Regions from separate parts of the Cricetulus griseus genome. Here region 2 is linked to region 1. The links are chromatin contacts, called in public Hi-C maps. All regions are on one chromosome and are shown on one strand. The core of a region is the stretch at or near the end of the contact, and the rest is flanking DNA. Distances in the headings are between cores, read along the strand shown.

The links. Hi-C and Micro-C count contacts between places; a contact is called where the count stands out from the background.
Region 2: a Hi-C map of the CHO-K1 cell line shows a contact between it and region 1, with 7 times the contacts expected there. The contact joins the promoter of Pebp1 here to the promoter of Taok3 in region 1. A contact is called at or near these places in 3 of 8 Hi-C or Micro-C datasets (the CHL-YN cell line and the CHO-K1 cell line).

The regions. Positions count from the first base shown.
Region 1 is chr4:97,081,960-97,085,160 of CriGri-PICRH-1.0, forward strand. It overlaps Taok3 (serine/threonine-protein kinase TAO3), which reads left to right and starts at 1,462. Exons shown (of 21, transcript XM_027414190.2): 1 at 1,462-1,667.
Region 2 is chr4:97,253,788-97,256,603 of CriGri-PICRH-1.0, forward strand. It overlaps Pebp1 (phosphatidylethanolamine-binding protein 1), which reads right to left and starts at 1,534. Exons shown (of 4, transcript XM_027414188.2): 1 at 1,348-1,534; 2 at 536-645; 3 at 118-218. The coding sequence starts at 1,482.

The DNA of each region.
Region 1 (3,201 bases), core at 212-2,711:
TTCAGGCCTTCTCAGGAAGCCTCTGTGTTCCCACCATCCAGATTTTAAGGGTGCCCAGTGGTTGGGATGAAGTTTGATTTGCAAACAAAGTTTAGTATGCAAATTTGGGAAAAGAGCAGTTTTATGACATGCTTTTTTAAAAAGGGGGAGGGGTAAGTGTGGTGGCCACCACACATCAGGGACAGGCAGATAGATCTCTGAGTCCAAGGCCAAACTATCTACGCAGAGTTCTAGGGCTACACAGTGAGACCCAATCTTAGATAAACAAATAAATAAGAAAAAAAAAGTTTGTAGAGCATTTACTTAGCGATAAGGCGTGTCTACGTCTGCCAAGGCCTAGGGTGAAAATGTGCCCCTGCAGAAAGCTATTTTGAGCTTCTACCGTTAACTGAAGCAACACAGCCATTTCCACAAAAATATGAGACTGGTCCTGGTGCACTTTAATCCCTGGCAAACACTATGCTTCAGCGTGGCTCAGGACGGATCCAGGTTATTGCAGGGTGCACTTGGGGTCAGAACTCAGTGTCCTTCCACCTTTGGTTCCTGAAAGCCTGTGGCCCTGAAAGAGGTTCAACTGAATATGCTTGCTGGAACCTTGCCAAAGTTAACGGGGTTCCCTACCCCAGATCCTTGTACAACAATAATAATCAAAACTCACGAAATGATTATTTCTTTTTTCACTTTTTTTTTCTTCTGTGACAGGGTCTAGCTATCTACCCCAGGTTGAACTCAAACTTGAGGCGATCTTCCTGCCTCTGCCTGCAGAGTTATTAGTTATTGGTGTTCACATCACATCGCGCCACGAATGGAAAGACTTGACTTTTCAAAATGTGTCCAGACCGCGTTAAGTACTTAGCTGTATAGAGTGTTTATCTGGTCTACAGTTTTTTGGGTTTTGCTTTTTTTTTTTTCTCTCCTTTCCATCAGTAAACTGACGTCCACTGAACGCAAGGCAAGAAAACGCCATCCCCCTGTCTGAGACCTAGGAAATATTTACAAGCCCCCAGGAGGAAAGCTTGCCTTGAGGGGGGGGAGACTAGGAGTTGCGAAAGACCTAAGCGAGAGACCTAAGAGATCGGGTCCGTCCCACAAGCTCTCCCACGGTGGTCTCCCAAGAAAAGGCAAGGCATGGGGAAGAGAGCCACGAACTCTGACCCCTGTGCTGCACAAACAAGCCTGGCCGCACCCTAGAGGGCCACGGGTAACACAATTTGAGAGAGCTTCCGCGTTTAAGAGAGCCCCGCCCCCACTGGACCCGCCCACTCCCCCAGATCCGCCAATCCCCTGGATCCATCGACCGGTCGGCCTTCCCAGGGAAGTCTAATAGAACGCCTATATGAGGCAAGAACCCCCCCGAGGCCTGGGATCAGGGAAGGTCAATAGAGAGCCTATCAGAGTGCGGCTGGGGGCGGGGTCGAGGGCGGGGCCGAGCGGGGGCGGGGCGCGCTCCGCGCAGTCGGGTGCGATTGGCCACCCCTGGCGGAGCCGCACCTCGGACAGCAGCAGCGGCGGCAGCCAGGGTCCTGCGTGGAGAGTGGGGCGCGACGCGGGCTCTCGAGCGGAGGCTGCACGTGGGGACCCAGCACGTGAGGAGCCAACACGAGAGCGACTCGGGGCACGAGGGAGAGGAGGCGCGCGGCGTCCGGGCCACGGGTGACAACGCTGAGGTGAGAGCGCGGGCGCCAGAGTGACAGCCGGAGTCCCGGCGCGGGGACCCGGCGCAGCGGTCACGAGCATCCCGGGAGAGGAGTTGCTAGCTAGCGGATCTGCCAGTGCTTCGGGGGACCGGGAAGGACCGGGACGGGGAGTGAGGAGGGGACTCCGAGTGGGACCGTGGGTGAGAGGGGACTCCGAGAGGAATGGGGAAAGCAAGATGAGAGGGCACCGAGAAATACCGCAGGTGAGCAAGGGGACCCCAAGACGGGAGTGGGCAGTGGGATCAAAGAGGAGACTTGGAGAGGGACCCGGGCCAGTGGGATGAGCGAGAGGACCCCGGAGAGACTGCGACGGCGGGATGAACGAGGAGATCAGCCCCAGATGGTCCAGTGAGAAGAACGGACCGGACCCAGAGAGGGACCGGAACCGTGGGATGAGCGGAGGAGACACTAAGAGGGACCGAGACTGCAGATTGAGCAAATGAACTTGAGAGAACCCAGGCAGCGGAATGAAGGAGGGGGACCCAAGAGAGACTTACAAGAGAATAAGCAAAGAACCTCAAGGGAGGCCAGGGCAGTGGTTCTGAAAACGGTGCCCTCTCAATGGATGTGAAGAGGACCTCAAGAAAGTTTAGGACAGCTGGGGGCAGGAGGGGTCCTCACGAAATGACAAGACAAACGGGTGTGGGCTGAGGGACCCAGAGCACAGGGCCAGCACCGAAGAGCGGGGTACCACGAGAGCGTGTAGAGCGTGAGTGTAGCTTTCTGACCTGGCAAGCCAGGCAGGCGCCTGGGGAAAAACACCAGCAGCCTGGGTCCCAGTGGCATTGGGTGGGGACAGCAGCAATGCTGACACCTGGACACCGATGTTCCACTTCTATGAACCCGAGGTCTTCCTGAGGGTTGAGTTCCCGGACGCTGGAAGGGGGATCATGTGATGGGCCCGGGAGTAAAAGACATGGATCTCAAGGGCTGGCCAAGGGCCTTGTGGAGCTTAGATTAGCGCCTCACCTCTTGTAAACAGCAGGCTGACTTCGCATCTCTTTACTATGAAGTTCCAGCTGGGGGATTCATTCATTGATGACAAATCTGGGGGAAAACTAGAGGGGCTTGCATTTGACCCCATCCCAAGAAGTTGGAGGAAGACATCTTTTGGAATAAACATCCTCGCTTTGGATTAATTAGGGTGTTAATTTTAATGCTGTGTGTTCCTGAAGCACTGTTTTGGTTTTGGTTTTAGTTTTTCGTTTTTGCTCCACAAGGAGTTAAGAAACTTTTTCTCATTTGGCAGTCTGTCCCTGTCAGTGTTTACAATGCAGATTTAAGAGAACCAGACTGGTTTTGATGTTAAGCTGTTTAACTTTGATGTGTTAGACACAGTTGGAAGGTCACGGTCAATTTTTCAAAATAGTTACTGGTGTCAATAAATGAATGGCACTTTCTAGGCAAGCTGAGGAGCCAGATATGCATATTCAAAACAGACGCTGTAGGTTTGTCTCAAGGCTGGGACAAAGAACTGAAGCAGTTGAAGTTGACACGTTCCTGG
Region 2 (2,816 bases), core at 284-2,783, 170 kb after region 1:
GTGTCTCCCGCAGGGTAAGACGTGGAAATAAACTGGGCCTAAGGGAGCCCCCCTGGGCCAGCCCAACCCTCACGGGGTCTCCCCTCACACCCTTCCCCTGAAGCAGACTTTACTGACCTGTGCCACTGGGAGGCCCAGAGCCCACGTAATCTGAGAGAACCTTGCCACTGCTAATGTCATTGCCCTTCATGTTGACCACCAGAAAATGGTGCCACTCCCTGAAAAGAGAGAGAGAGAACAAGGGACTGTGAGCACCAGGTGACAGGTGTGCACCGAGCACCGACTCCATGCTGGGCTACAATGGCAGAGGATACAGTGGGAAAGCATACACAAGTGTGAGGGCTATACACCAAGAGAAAGAGAACTCCATTTATGAGGCTGAGGCTGAGGCTGTGGCTCAGGCAGGCATCCTCCCATCACTACAAACCATGCTGTAATAATCCCAGGAGATCTATGTGTTCCTGTCTAGCAAGGGACTTCCACTAAACAGGTCACACCTGCATGACAGCCTGTCACCATCTTTTTCCCAACTTGCCTGAATTTGGGGTCCTTCCTGCTGGGAGCGTCAGGGTCTGTGAGGACCAGGGTGTAGAGTTTCCCTGGGTCAAGACCATCCCATGAAATGCTGCTGGGCCTATTCTTAACCTGTAGGAAGGAACCAGTTTGAGGTTAAAAATTCAGAAATGGCCAGGCGGTGGTGGTGCACGCCTTTAGTCCCAGCACTCGAAGAGGCAGAGGCAGGTGGATCTCTGTGAGTTCGAGACCAGCCTAAATGGTGGGACAAGTGTCCAACCGTGGCACCAGGACTTTCTCCACAACCTTATTTGGGTCCTGAGCACCATGCCTTTCAATATAGTGGCCAGCTGATGTGTAATCTGCCTACACTGAACTAGTTCAAGAGCCCAGAAAACGAGAGCGCCCAAGGACATGCACAGTTTGGGACAACGGAAACCGGCCAGGCCTCCGACGGAAACTTCCAAGTCACCGTCCCAAACCCTGAACTCTAAATACAAAAAGAGAGGGGTTAGACCTACTTTCTCTGAGCCTGGAGCCGCTCTTGGGCTTCAGCATTCCAACCACCCGCAACAGCAAAATGGACTGTAATGGGAAGGCGCTGGGCCTGGAGCCCTGCAAAGTGTAGGCCGCTCGCTTGGGGGCGGGGGGGGGGGGGGTTGTAGCTGCAAGTTCTGAACCATTAAAAAAGGTTACATAAGATTCCTCCGGCGGTCGGGTGGGACTCGTGTGGCGCAGTTGGAGCTGCAGAAGCTGAGCCGGAAGGCCCTGGGTGCGAGGCCTGCTCCATCCCGCTGCTCCCGGGCCTCCCCCGCCCTCAGGCCTGCGCGGTACCTGGGTGGGCGTCAGCACTTTGCCCAGCTCGTCCACCTCCACCCCGGCGTAGGCGACCCGCAGCGCGTGCTGGGGACGCTCGTCCACCTCCTGCAGGCTCAGCGGCCCGGACCACTGGCTGATGTCGGCAGGCATGGCGACAACAAGGGAGTGCACACACGCGCTGATTCCGAGTGCCGCGAACCCAGGACGCTTGCGCAATTATCTGCCGCCGCTCGGCCAATCGCAAGCCAGACCGCGCCCCTCCTCGCCCTCTGATTGGCTGAACCGCAGCTGGGCGGTCCAAGCGCCAGGGTGAGGGCACGCCTTCCCGCTCCAGTGCCTGCAGGGATACTGATTCAATACTACAGTTTAGATTATTATTTGCGGCTTCTTTGCTTAGAAGACTCTCTGCCCCATTTCGAAATTCCCAGTGATAAGGCCTTGCTTTTTCTCTTGAGTTTCTTAAAAGAGCGCCATTTCTTCCCTACATTATCTTTTGTTGTTTTAAACGTTTTTTTTTTTTTTTTTTTTTTTTTTTTTTTTTTTTTTTTTTAATGCCACCAAAGTTCAACCCCGGGGGAAATCAATAAATTTGTTGGGCTTCTCTGCAGAATGCGGGTGACCACAAAGCACCAGACTGAAAGTTCTGCACCCAGCACATGGCTCCACCAATGCCCACACTGGAACAATTCTTTAATAAACCTTCCAGCCGGTATGCCTGCAAGTTAGATCAGAATTGTATACAAATAGCTGGGAGGAGTGACTGGATCTCAGTTGATGCTTCAACGACCTCTGCCTCCTATGAGACAGCCAGCAGTCCACTAGCCCCTTATTGACCGTAGCAGCAGCTGAGCTTGTGAAGATGGCGACTGCTTTTCTCAGACCGGAACGTTCTCCTAGGGACAGAGTGACTTTATAAGACAAAATTGAATTCAGGTTGCCAATCAGATAGCCTCGGAATGTGGCTATTCCCTGGGTGGCTCCCAGGTCATTCCAGGGGTCCTGAAAGAGAAAAATGGAAAGCGGCATTAACAGTGTGGACTGAGAGGAGTAAGGGCGGGGGTGGGGCGGGAGGCTAGGAGTGGAGTATTGAACATTCTTGTCACAGGTCTGAGTATAGAGGTCAGAGGAAAATTGTGGAAGGAGACCCTCTCATTTAAGAGCAGTGCCTCCTGGATGGGGTGGCAGGATCTGTGGGCTCACGTGGCTCCTATATAAGAAAGATTAAAAAATAAATTAAAATTTTAAACAAGAAACTCATGCAACATATACTCCACACATGAAAATGCACATACTGTCTACATTTTTTTTTCTCTTAGTTACCTTTCTCTCATGCTGCAACAAAGTGCCCAAGTGCACAGTAAAAAAGGGAGGGTTAATTTTGGCTAGAAGCTTGAGAGTAGAAAGGCAGAAAGGCATGGTGACGAGGCATTCATCACGTTGCACCTGTACTCAGGAAACAGAGAGAGATGAATGCTGGTACTCAG